Regions from separate parts of the Mus musculus genome. Here all the other regions are linked to region 2. Evidence: chromatin contacts called from public promoter capture Hi-C data. All regions are on one chromosome and are shown on one strand. Each heading gives the region's core, a stretch centred on a gene start, on an enhancer-like site or on the middle of the called end of the contact. The rest is flanking DNA. Distances are from core to core; before and after follow the strand shown. Region 1 holds the start of Nagpa (N-acetylglucosamine-1-phosphodiester alpha-N-acetylglucosaminidase). Region 2 holds the start of Zfp263 (zinc finger protein 263). Region 3 holds the start of Anks3 (ankyrin repeat and sterile alpha motif domain containing 3). Region 4 holds the start of Cdip1 (cell death inducing Trp53 target 1).

What was found. Promoter capture Hi-C pulls out the DNA fragments that hold promoters and counts their contacts. Capture Hi-C pulls out chosen DNA fragments and counts their contacts.
Region 1: a contact with region 2 is called in a promoter capture Hi-C map of pre-B cells, with 4 times the contacts expected there. The contact joins the promoter of Nagpa here to the promoter of Zfp263 in region 2. A contact is called at or near these places in 6 of 39 promoter capture datasets (the 3T3-L1 cell line, hematopoietic stem and progenitor cells, liver and 2 more), 3 of 484 Hi-C or Micro-C datasets (B cells, CD4 T cells and Th17 cells), 2 of 115 datasets of contacts at active chromatin or transcription factors (regulatory T cells and regulatory T cell precursor) and 2 of 9 other capture datasets (adipose tissue and liver).
Region 3: a contact with region 2 is called in a promoter capture Hi-C map of liver, with 2.7 times the contacts expected there. The contact joins the promoter of Anks3 here to the promoter of Zfp263 in region 2. A contact is called at or near these places in 2 of 484 Hi-C or Micro-C datasets (CD4 T cells and CD8 T cells) and 1 of 9 other capture datasets (liver).
Region 4: a contact with region 2 is called in a promoter capture Hi-C map of pre-B cells, with 5 times the contacts expected there. The contact joins the promoter of Cdip1 here to the promoter of Zfp263 in region 2. A contact is called at or near these places in 1 of 39 promoter capture datasets (pre-B cells) and 1 of 484 Hi-C or Micro-C datasets (CD8 T cells).

What each region holds. Positions count from the first base shown.
Region 1 is chr16:5,202,594-5,205,293 of GRCm38.p6, reverse strand. It overlaps Nagpa (N-acetylglucosamine-1-phosphodiester alpha-N-acetylglucosaminidase), which reads left to right and starts at 1,282. Exons shown (of 10, transcript NM_013796.3): 1 at 1,282-1,397; 2 at 1,495-1,953. The coding sequence starts at 1,312.
Region 2 is chr16:3,742,827-3,745,526 of GRCm38.p6, reverse strand. It overlaps Zfp263 (zinc finger protein 263), which reads right to left and starts at 1,428. Exons shown (of 6, transcript NM_148924.3): 1 at 760-1,428. The coding sequence starts at 1,152.
Region 3 is chr16:4,962,871-4,965,570 of GRCm38.p6, reverse strand. It overlaps Anks3 (ankyrin repeat and sterile alpha motif domain containing 3), which reads left to right and starts at 1,334. Exons shown (of 17, transcript NM_028301.4): 1 at 1,334-1,451. It also overlaps 4930451G09Rik.
Region 4 is chr16:4,788,592-4,791,291 of GRCm38.p6, reverse strand. Cdip1 (cell death inducing Trp53 target 1) reads left to right here and starts at 1,351. Exons shown (of 6, transcript NM_025670.5): 1 at 1,351-1,461.

The DNA.
Region 1 (2,700 bases), core at 33-2,532, 1.5 Mb before region 2:
AGGGGCTTAAACCTATTCAAATCCCTGGCACCTACTAGATTGACAATGCCCCTGAGGAGGTCAGGAACTGGACTTTGCGTTGGGCTCTGCCTTTGGGTAAGCCCTAAGAAGAGCAGCCTCTGACAGGCAGCACTGAAGCACAAGCCGTGCTTCAAGGGGACACTCGCCAGGAGGATCCCAGGCTCGGGACTTACTATAACACAGGACACTTGTCACCTGAAAGCTTGAGTCAGTCAGTTATTATGGTCTGTGTGTGAGATACAAGTGGGTGCATAGGCAGTGGTGCACACATGTAGATCAGACTTTCTACAGCCAATTCTCTTCTTCCTCCTCTCCATGGGTTCAGGGTCTTCATCTCAGGTTGCACAGCGAGTTCATTTATGTGCTGTGCCATCTCGCCAGTCGTTCCTATATCCTAGAGGAAAACTAGTTTCTTCTGGTCAAGAGGAGGAAAGAGTGGAGACCTGTCATTCTAAGATACCCAAAACAGGGCCAGGTTGGGGACCTGTGCCTTTAATCCCATCACTTGGGGATTAGGTAGAAGCAAGAGGCTCTAGACCAGTCTACACACTGAATTTCAAGCCAGCCTACCTATAAATCAGAGACCCTGCTTCAAAAATAAAATTAAACAAAAACGAAGATAAACCAAGCTACCCAAAACACAAGAGTTAATCCAGTCAGACAGGTCTAGCAAATGCTAGGATGAAAGGTGTGCACCACCACGAGTGGGCTGCAAGCCTCTCTCTCTCTCTCTCTCTCTCTCTCTCTCTCGTTTGTTTTGTTTTTCGAGACAAGGTTTCTCTGTGTAGCCCTGGCTGTCCTGGAACTCACTCTGTAGACCAGGCTGGCCTCGAGCTTCACTCTTAAAAGTTCCTCTTCCTCCTCCTCCATCTTTTCCTCCTCTTACCCCCTAGGCTCCTTTTCCTCTTCTTGTCTTTCAGATAAAGTCTCAAGTAGTCCAGACTGGTCTCAAACTAACTAACTAGCCAAGAATAGCCAACCTCTTAACTTCCGATTCTCCTGCCTCTGCTGAATGCTGGGGTTGTGGCGTGGGCCACCACTTCTGGTTTGTGCAACACAGAAGGAACTAGGGCTTTAAGCACGAGAAGCAAGTTCTGTACAGACTTACACAGGCCCAGCATCTGTTCTTGCAATTTTCTGTAAGTTTGACATAATATGAGAATAAAAAGCTATCTATCTCCCTTCCAGCCTTACCCTCTCTGATGGAATTCGAATGCGTAATCAAAGCACCCAACAGCCTGGCCTGGAATCACGTGGGGCGAGCCCACGTGACCGGAGCACCAATCCAATATGGCGGCGCCCAGGGGGCCCGGGCTGTTCCTCATACCCGCGCTGCTCGGCTTACTCGGGGTGGCGTGGTGCAGCCTAAGCTTCGGGTGAGTGCAGCCGCCGGGGCCAGCCTGGCTGGGGTCCACCTTTCCTGAGCGCTCTCAGGCACAGCCCTCCGACCTCACGATCGCCCCGTCCCTGCAGGGTTTCCCGCGACGATGACCTGCTGCTGCCTTACCCACTAGCGCGCAGACGTCCCTCGCGAGACTGCGCCCGGGTGCGCTCAGGTAGCCCAGAGCAGGAGAGCTGGCCTCCGCCACCCACGAACCCCGGCGCCAGCCACCACGCGGCCGTGCGCACCTTCGTGTCGCACTTCGAGGGGCGCGCGGTGGCCGGCCACCTGACGCGGGTCGCCGATCCCCTACGCACTTTCTCGGTGCTGGAGCCCGGAGGAGCCGGGGGCTGCGCGCAGAAGCGCCGCGCTACTGTGGAGGACACAGCCGTCCCGGCCGGTTGCCGCATCGCTCAGAACGGTGGCTTCTTCCGCATGAGCACTGGCGAGTGCTTGGGGAACGTGGTGAGCGACGGGCGGCTGGTGAGCAGCTCAGGGGGACTGCAGAACGCGCAGTTCGGTATCCGACGCGATGGAACCATAGTCACCGGGTGAGGAGGCAGGGAGCCCCGGGGCTGTAGAGGGCAAAGGGTCTCTGATGTTCTTTCAGAGCCATGCCTCCGAGTCCAGGTCCCTAACCAAACTTCCTGTCTTTCTTCTTCCGAGTAATGACGCTGACACCTTCCTTCCTTTAAGTTTATTCATGTGCCACTGAATAATCTGTGATCAGGCCGTGTGTGGGGACTTGGGGAGGCGACCGTGAGCCTGAACACAGTTTGTGCCCTAGTGAACTTTGTGTAGTATTAGAGAAACATTTCGTGTTCAACGAAGCCATGGAACCAATTGGAAATAGTGTAGAGTTTATGGAGCAGTCCCAGACAGCTAGCTGGAGGCCTTTTGCTGTCCTGATAAAAATCCAGGTTAGACAAGGAGCTTGTTGAGGGCAGCCTTTGGAAGTTTCTGTGTTTCTTGAAATTTGACAGCAGCCAGAGTTGACAGCAGGCAGGCAGGAGTAGAAGGTAGCGCCATCTGGTGTTCCAGTTCTCTTCCAAGGTTCCGTTTTTTGCCAAGGCTGGGAAGTGGGCTTTCCCCAACTCTTCTCAGCCCTTGGTTGCAATTTCTGGGCCTGCCCATGTATCTGGTTCTTCATCCTTCAACATCAGCCAGTGTCACCACTGTTGATCTTAGGTTTTCACAGATCCTAAAACTTCTGCCAGTGACCAGCGCCTGCAGTTTCTCTTCCCTGGCTCTGTCCTTCAACCTCTCTACATTCCAGCCATCTCCCTTGCTCCTCTCTT
Region 2 (2,700 bases), core at 179-2,678:
TCGATCACACTCACCTGTTCTAGATGCTTCCACGTTTCACTACTAGATAAGGTGAACTTATCAGGCTGCGACCATAGCCCCTCGGTGCTTAGCTGTTTTTCAGAGTTCAATTAGCAGAGATCCAGTTCTGTATTGCAAACTATTGACTAAGATATGCTGGGTGTTATCCACTAAATATAGGCCTGGGATAGTGGCACATGCCTGTGGGAATCAGCAGTGGGGAGGCTGAAGCAGGAGGATTGCCTCGAGTTTAAGCCTGGGCTACATATCTAGACTCTGCCTGTAACCCTAGAACTCGGAATTTGGGGAGACTGAAGGTGGAGGACCACCACTGTTCTGCAGCCAAGCTCAACTACACACTGAGTCAGTTAGCTTGAGCTACGTAAGACTTTGTCACAAAACAAACCCCTCAAAGCAGTGGCAGTAGGTGTCATCCAAACGACATACTTTTCTCCAAGTCCTCAAAATTATTCCCAGACAGTGCTTTAGCCAACAGAAAAACAGGACGAAACAGATTAAGTAGTCTGCCCAAAGTCACGAGGCCTGTGAGAAGCTTTCTAACTACATAACTAAATACTGGTGGAAGTGCTCCTCACTTCCTACTGTCGTCATATGGGAACAATCTGGAAGGAAAGGATAAGCTACAAAAAAATCCCTCTCCTTCCTGTAAAGTGTACTCAGGACGATCAAGTATATTCGACTACAGAAGAGGCTAGCACAATGACTTCCGGGCCAAACCACGGGTAAAACAGCTGTCACCTGTTGCCTCAGTTTCCCAAGTTCTTTCTGCATACGCTCCACAAGAGTGACTGCTTCTTCGCCGCTCTCTGGGCGCAGCTCCTGCACCCTGCTCTGAATCTCCTGGGGAAGGATAGTCAAGAACTGCTCCAGCACCAACAGCTCCAGGATCTGTTCCTTGGTGCGCATCTCCGGCCGCAGCCACCCGCGGCAAAGCTCCTGAAGCCGGCTAAGGGCCTCCCGGGGACCCGGGGCGTCCTGAAAGCGGAACCGTCGAAATCGCAGATGGGAGGCCTCCGGGCTGGGCTCTGGCTCAGGCGGGGGTACCTCGTGGCTCCAGGCACAGTCCTCCTCCAGTTTCACTATGAGGAGCCCTTCTGGCTCCTGCGAGCTTGGGCCCGCAGCCATAGTCATGCCCCGACACCAGCCTAGGTCCCGACACCAGCTACGTCCGCCTTGAGAGACGCCCTGGGTTCTGTACAGCAGTAGGCCACGGCTGCAGCAACCGAGAGACTCCGGGCTCCAAATCCCGCCGGAGGAACCCAGGTCACAATCTCAGCAATATCAGGCCTGCAGCGTCGCCACCTGACCGGCTTCTCAGGCCCGCACAGAACTTAAGTCGCAGGGCCCGGGTCGCAAGCCTCAGCACGCGAGTTAGGCGTCATAAGCCAACGGCCGCTAGTCAGGACGGACTTCCGGTTCACGTTTCCCTTGCGCTGTCTCCCATTGGGTCGGGTCTCACCACGTACTCACGGTCCACCCAGGACAAGGAAAATTTGCATAAAAGAGCGGGAGGGGAACAAGTCGGATGGGGATGAGGGGCGGGGCTACGCAATGGGCGGGGCCTCCAGGTGGGGAAGCGGTAGGGGTGGGAATCCCTGGGCGGATGTGACCCGGGGACAACCTGGCTCAGATTTGCATAGGAAAGTTTGCCAAAAGGTAAGTTCTTCAGCCACGCTTGAACCAGAGTCCAGAGGCGCTAGAGTGTCATGTCGGGGCCCAGAAGCTTAACAAAGAAAACCTTTCCGAAGGCCGATCCCAACACTCCGGAGACCTACAACCGGAAATAGACTGTGCTTCCAGGGCTCGAGCTGCCTGGGGCTGGTGGGAAATGTAGTCCATGGCGCGCCCTTGTTATTGCGCCTGCACTGTGGCTTGAGCAGGTCTAAATGGATTGTCGAGCTACGATAAACATACCCGTGCCCGAGCTTTTGCCTCCCTGTGAGCGATGGTCCCTAGTCCTCCATCTTTAGGTGGCTGGTCGACCCAGAAGAACGCTCTGGGTATGAACTGCTCTTGCCATCTCCCAGAGCAGGTCTAAGGATTAGCATAATCATCGGCTCTGACTATTTTCCTGAAGGTTGAAGAAAAGGAAACACCAAGGCGGACTTCCTTATTTTTTGAAGAGAGAATAGCCCAGGCCTGAGACTGCAGCTGTCACAGACAGGTGGTGGAGTCTGCAGATTCTAGGAGTGTGTCACGAAAACCCGTAATCACTTATTGGACACATGCTTACATTGTTGTCTATTCATTGCAACTCAAGAGGCAGGGAAAGCCTTCCTTGCTCTGGTCTCCCTTTGTGAACTTTTTATACTTTGTAAGACCTTGAGGCAGGAAAATGGCCACCAGGAGCTCCAGCAGCCAGGTCCCTCCCACCTCTGACTTCCTTAATGGTCCCTAACCCTAATAGTTGTTTAATAATAGCTGTTACTGTCATTCCCTGGCCCGAGGAGGAAGAGTAGCCTGGCCCCACCCTACAAGACAAAAAGATAAAAATAAATAAATCCCACCAACCCTGAACAGAAAAACCCACTAATCCTGGAGCTTGGTATAGAAACCCTTCAAGCCCTGAGCAAACTCATCAGTCTCTGATCTCCTTCAAGCTCAGTGAAATTCTACCAATCCTCACCCTGGAAAGCTGTGGTGGGAAGATTAAGAAATCTTGTATAAACCCTGCCTACC
Region 3 (2,700 bases), core at 85-2,584, 1.2 Mb before region 2:
CAAGGACATCACTGCTTTGTCTTTGGATGTCATGGGGGCCAGGACTCAAAGGACACCGTCTGTCATCATCAAGGAGTCCTGTGGAGCACACAAGGTGAGGTGGCAGTGTCTGGGTGTTCAAGGAGAAACTAGCATTGGTAGCCTTCCCAAAGCCTTGATCAGCTGTAGATGAAAATGCACCCGCAAAAATTCTAGTTTCTACCCATTTCCTTCTGGTTCTGCAAACTTATGTCACTTGGTAGCAGGACTGTATGTGTGGGTATGTGCAGTCATGAGTGCACAAGATGGTGGTGTCCTCTACTGCTCTCATAGAGGATCACAATTCAGTTTCCAAAACCACAACTACTTGCAACTTTAACCTCAGGGAGAGCCCGTCTCTGGCGTCCACTCGTATCTGCACTGGAGTACACATACCCACCTTCACACCCATACACATAATTAAAATACAAACTAATTCATTAATATAATTAAAAATAATCTTTAGAATTAGAGGTTTAAGATCCATTATTCAAGAGATTTTTTTTTTTAGTCATCACTCAAATGAGTCTCTATAATCCAGTCGCTGGCTCAGCTCCACCTTTTATATCTCACCCTAAAGAAAACACGTTCAGTCCTCAGGGGCAGAGGGACTTTAGGATTGTGGGTGAAGGCCTAGCAAGCGGACCAAGCAGATCAGCTAACGGTGCCAAACCAGAGCTGCGTCAGAGGAGTGAGTGGGGTCTTAGGGCATTTGAGCAAGGACGGGTGCTTGGCTGTCCTGAATTGGGAACCACAGGTGGAGACGCTTTTGGTATACGCACCAAAAGATGTTTCCTACCAGGGGCTTTGGCGGTAGGACACAGAATCACCGAAGTGAAGGGGGCCGCCCAGGACTGATCGTCCTTTAGGTGTGCAAGGCGGGGAGGGTTGAAGGAAGGCTTGACCCGCAGAGGAAAGAGCATGGAGGAGCTCAGAAGACCGAGCGGCTCAGTGTTTCTCCTCAAAGCCAGTTGGCCCCGCCTCGCCCCGCCCCGCGCCAGGCGTCGTTGTCAAGGGAACTGGAAGGCAGCGGGACGAGGCAGTCCGTGCTAGAGCCGAGGGGAGGGTCTCATTCCCTGCCACCCGCAGCCAGGACCCACCCATCGTCGCGTGGGTTTCCGCGGTCTCCCACTTGCCTCAGCCGCTCCGCCCGCCCACTTGCCTTGTCCCCGTGCTGAGTACGGCCACCCACGGCGGCCTGGCGACTCGCCGCCTGCCTCTCTGCCTCAGGATTGGCTCCCGAGCGAATGGGCCGGTATCTGCCATCTCATGGGCTGCTGTGGCGTGTCAATAACAGAACGTCCGTCACCTTCCCGGGATGCTCTGCGCCGTGCGAGGATTACTTCCGGGGTGGGCCGGGCGCAGGGCTGTCGGCCGGTGAGGGGCGAGCCGCTGTCGCTGGAGGGTGGCCCGGGAACCTGAGGCCTTGCAAGGTAGGCCGGGCCGCGGCAGGGCCCTCTGAGAGGTGGGGCCCAAGGCGCCCTGAGTCTGCTCGGGTGGGCAGCCCTGGCGTTTGCCTGTCGCAGGGTTTGGGGACACGGGCCCGCCGCCGTGGTGCTAAACTAAGGGGTCACGCGAGGTGTCGGCCAGACTGCTGAGCCACACGGGAGCCTGCGGTCGTGCATAGTCGCCGGGACCGCTAGGGTCGGAACTGCGTCGTACATTTGGGCTGCAGGGGCTCCCTCGAGGCCTTCATGGATCTCTTGGAGGAATGACAGTTGCCTCCAGAATAGAATTTTTTTTAAAACTAAGATTTAAGAATTTTAAGAATAACTTATCAGGGCTGCAACTGAAATTCTGAGAGAGAGAGGTGCAGAAGACATAGAAACTTTTATTTTACTTGAATCGATTTTTTGGGGGTGTTGGTTTTTTGAGATTGTGGGCGTGTCTCACTGTGTAGACCAGGCTGGCCACAGACTCACTGAGATCTACCTCCCAGATGCTGAGATTAAAGGCCGGTGCCACTACGCTGGCGGGTTGGATGTTTTTAGTGTAAGCATCTAATGTTACCCAGGTTGTCCTTGAACTCAAAGGCGGTCCTATTGTCTCAGCCCCCCAAGAGCTGGAGTTGCAGGTGTGAGTTCTTCCAGGGTTCTGCTAATCCGCCTATGGTTTCCAGTTTGGGGAAGCACGTGTCCATTCTGTTGGTTCAGACTAGGTTAGGTGCTACTTGAGCGCAGGCCTTGCAGCAGGAGAAGCTGGTGTTTCCAGGATACAGGCCTTGTTTTCACCTTACCAGCCCACACACATCACTCATCGTGAGACTGGCAAACTGTTGTATGTTGTCCTTTTTATAACTTTTAAAAGTAAACTTATGTCCTTGCAAGTTGTGTATATATAGTGCTTATCACTGAGATAGATCCTCAACAATCTTTCTACTTTTTAAAAACATATTTGTTTTAATCTAAGTACACTGTAGTTGTCTGGTGATTGTGAGCCATGTGGTTGCTGGGATTTGAACTCAGGACCTTCAGAAGAGCAGTCAGTGCTCTTGACTGCTGAGCCATCTCTCCAGCCCATCTTTCTACTTTTAAAATATTTTAGTCTCACTAAGTTGCCCAGGCAGGCTTGGGATTTGACTCTTCTGCCTCGTCTGGAAGTTGTGCTGCCAGGCCCAGCTTTCACCAACACAGGATAATGCTAGAGTGTTTAAGGGCCTCGAGGGAATTAGTACCTTCTGGG
Region 4 (2,700 bases), core at 102-2,601, 1.0 Mb before region 2:
CTAATGCTTAAAACTCCTCAAATTGTGATGTCTCCCTGCCTGTAATCCCAGCACTTGACAGACTGAGCGGTAGGAGGATGGTTGTGAGCCTGAAAGACTCAGAGGAACACCCTGCCTAAACATACAAAAGGATCCGTGAGATGGCTCATGGGTCTTTGCCATTTTGGAAGACCTGAGTGAGAACCAAAGCCCACATGCTGGAAGGAGGCCTGACTCCTGAAAGTTGCCCTTTGACATACATGCGTGCCTCACACACACACAAATACAAAAGAAAAAGAAGAGAGCTTTAGTTTCCATGTGCAATAAATCCAAACTTCATTGATGACCTTGGTGCTGTCTTCCAGTCTTCACCTTGCTGGCCAAAGTGCCTTTCAAAAGTTCATCTATACCAGTCTTCTTTCTTTTCTTTCTTTTTTTTTTTGTTTTTGTTTTTTTTTGTTGTTGTTGTTGTTTGTTTTTTGGAGACAGAGTTCTCTGTATAGCCCTGGCTGTCCTGGAACTCACTCTGTAGACCAGGCTGGCCTCGAACTAAGAAACCTGCCTGCCTCTGCCTCCCGAGGGCTGGGATTAAAGGCGTGCGCCACGACTGCCAGTCTCTTTCTTTACTTCACACCTCATCCCAACATAGCCTTTCCTACCTTCCCTACTCAGAGGCAACACTCTAATTCTGTTGGGACATCCTGTTGCTTTCCTTTGAGATGCTGGTCATTTTGTGGCTTATTTGTGTATTGTCTGTCAGAGTGGAATCTGTGTGAGGGCAGGGACAGCTGGTGTGGTTCACAGCTTCATGAAAGCCCAGGCAGCTTAGGGCAAGGGTGGTAGCTCTCCCTCAACTCTTGGGGTGCGCAGCACGCCTGGCTGGCTGGCCTGAGGGAGCGCTAGCACCACCATCTTTCTTTCGAGCCTTTCCCCCCCCCATCATAAAGGCCTGGGGAACTACCACTCGTTCGTCTCCCACCCGCAACGGGCCTCCACTGACGTCATCCAAGCTCATTGCGTGAGGCGCGAAGCCCCGCCCTAAGGCGAGAGGCCAGGAGGTTGGGCCTTTCTCCACAGCCTTGCGGTTCCCTCTGGACAGCTACGGGGCTGAGGCAGCCTTTCCTGCGGCAGCGCTTGGCCGGTGAGGGGCTGGAACTGACGGTGAGTCACCTCTGAGACTTCCAAGCGGCTTCCGAAGGGACCCCTCTCACACGCCGAGGCGGGGGCTAGGCTTCGAAACCCTCCGCCCGCGTGACCTAGCCCGCCGAGCTCCGCCCTCACCCGCCGCGCGGTGGGTGCCGGGAGCTGTAGGCTCCCGCCTCAGGGAATGCTGCGGGTGCGCCGAAAGACTACAAATTCCAGGGTCCTCTCGGTGCGGGGGCGGTGAGTGCTGCGAGTCCTCTGGTAGAGGGGCTCCTCGGAGCAGCGGGCCGGACCACTGCAGATCTCTGTCCCTCTGGCCTCAGGCTTCTGGATTTCGAGGTAAACGGGCCTGGGTTGTCGTGGTGGAGTCCGTTCCCTCCGAAACGCCACGCAAAATCAGGGCAGTTGATTTCGGCGTGGCTGCAGCTGCGGGGCTGCGAGGGCTAGCATTCCAGGGCCCCGAGCGAACTGGGCCTGCAGACAGGGGATATCAGCCAGAGAAGGGCCAGCCCACTCGGGTGATTATCACGCCTTTCTACTTTTCTGTAAGCGACGGCTGTACGAGCCATTTTCCTCGGGGTATGGAGGGTTGAGGAACGGCGATCGGTCGGGGAGGATCCCTGAGGTAAGCCTCAGAGACCCGCGGGTGACCTTGGCGGTCCTGGAGGAGGCCGTCTCGCCCTCTTTCCCCCGCCGGTTTGCAGGTCTAGACTTGGCTCTACGTGGCGCTCCGGCAGGACGTTAGGAAGGCGAGGGGCTGGCGAAGCCCCAAGCCATCCAGGACCTTGGAGAAGGTGGGTCTCCTGGGACCTCTCAACAGGTGTCAAGGAAGATGGAGTGATCAGGATAGGATCCTCTGTATCAGAAAGACCTGGACTTTCCCCATTCCCCAGGATCTGATTTGAGTATTTATGGGGTAAGGCCCAGAAATCTGCATTTAGTAAGCTCTCCAGAAATTCTCATGCACACTTGGAACTGAGAATCTGTGTCTTGGGAGTAAGGATCAGGGACTTTGGGGAGAGGGCATGCAGTAGTTTTTATATCAGTTTTGTAGTGTACTCCAAACAGGGCATTTTCTGGGCAAATAGGACTGCTCTTTCTGGTCCTTAGCTTGTTGGTGCTGACCAGAGTTGGGTGGGAAGAAAGAGGTGAACATGTCTGCTCTTCTTGCTCTCTGCTCATAATAAGAAAGATATTTTTGGTCACTCACTATCTCAAAGACCTCCTCTACCTTGACATTAGTTAGGAAAAATTCAAAGCATACAAAAACCGTTGAACTTTACAGTGCACACCTATGGACTACCACCTAGAATGTACAATTAATATCTTTATTGGGTACTTATCCTTCAGTCTTTTATTTTCATGCCAAAGTACATGCAGATAATAGTATATTTCCATTCCTAGTAAAGCTTACATATTATTAACTAGACTTAGAAATCTTGTTGCTTATTGATTTTTTTTTTCCCCTTGGCTATTTGAAAATCAGTCTGCCTCCCAGTCCTGACGATCCAAAGGGTTTTGGAGGGTTTCTATAGGATGTGTTTTTAGAACCAGGAAAGACCTTTACATGGATGTTGA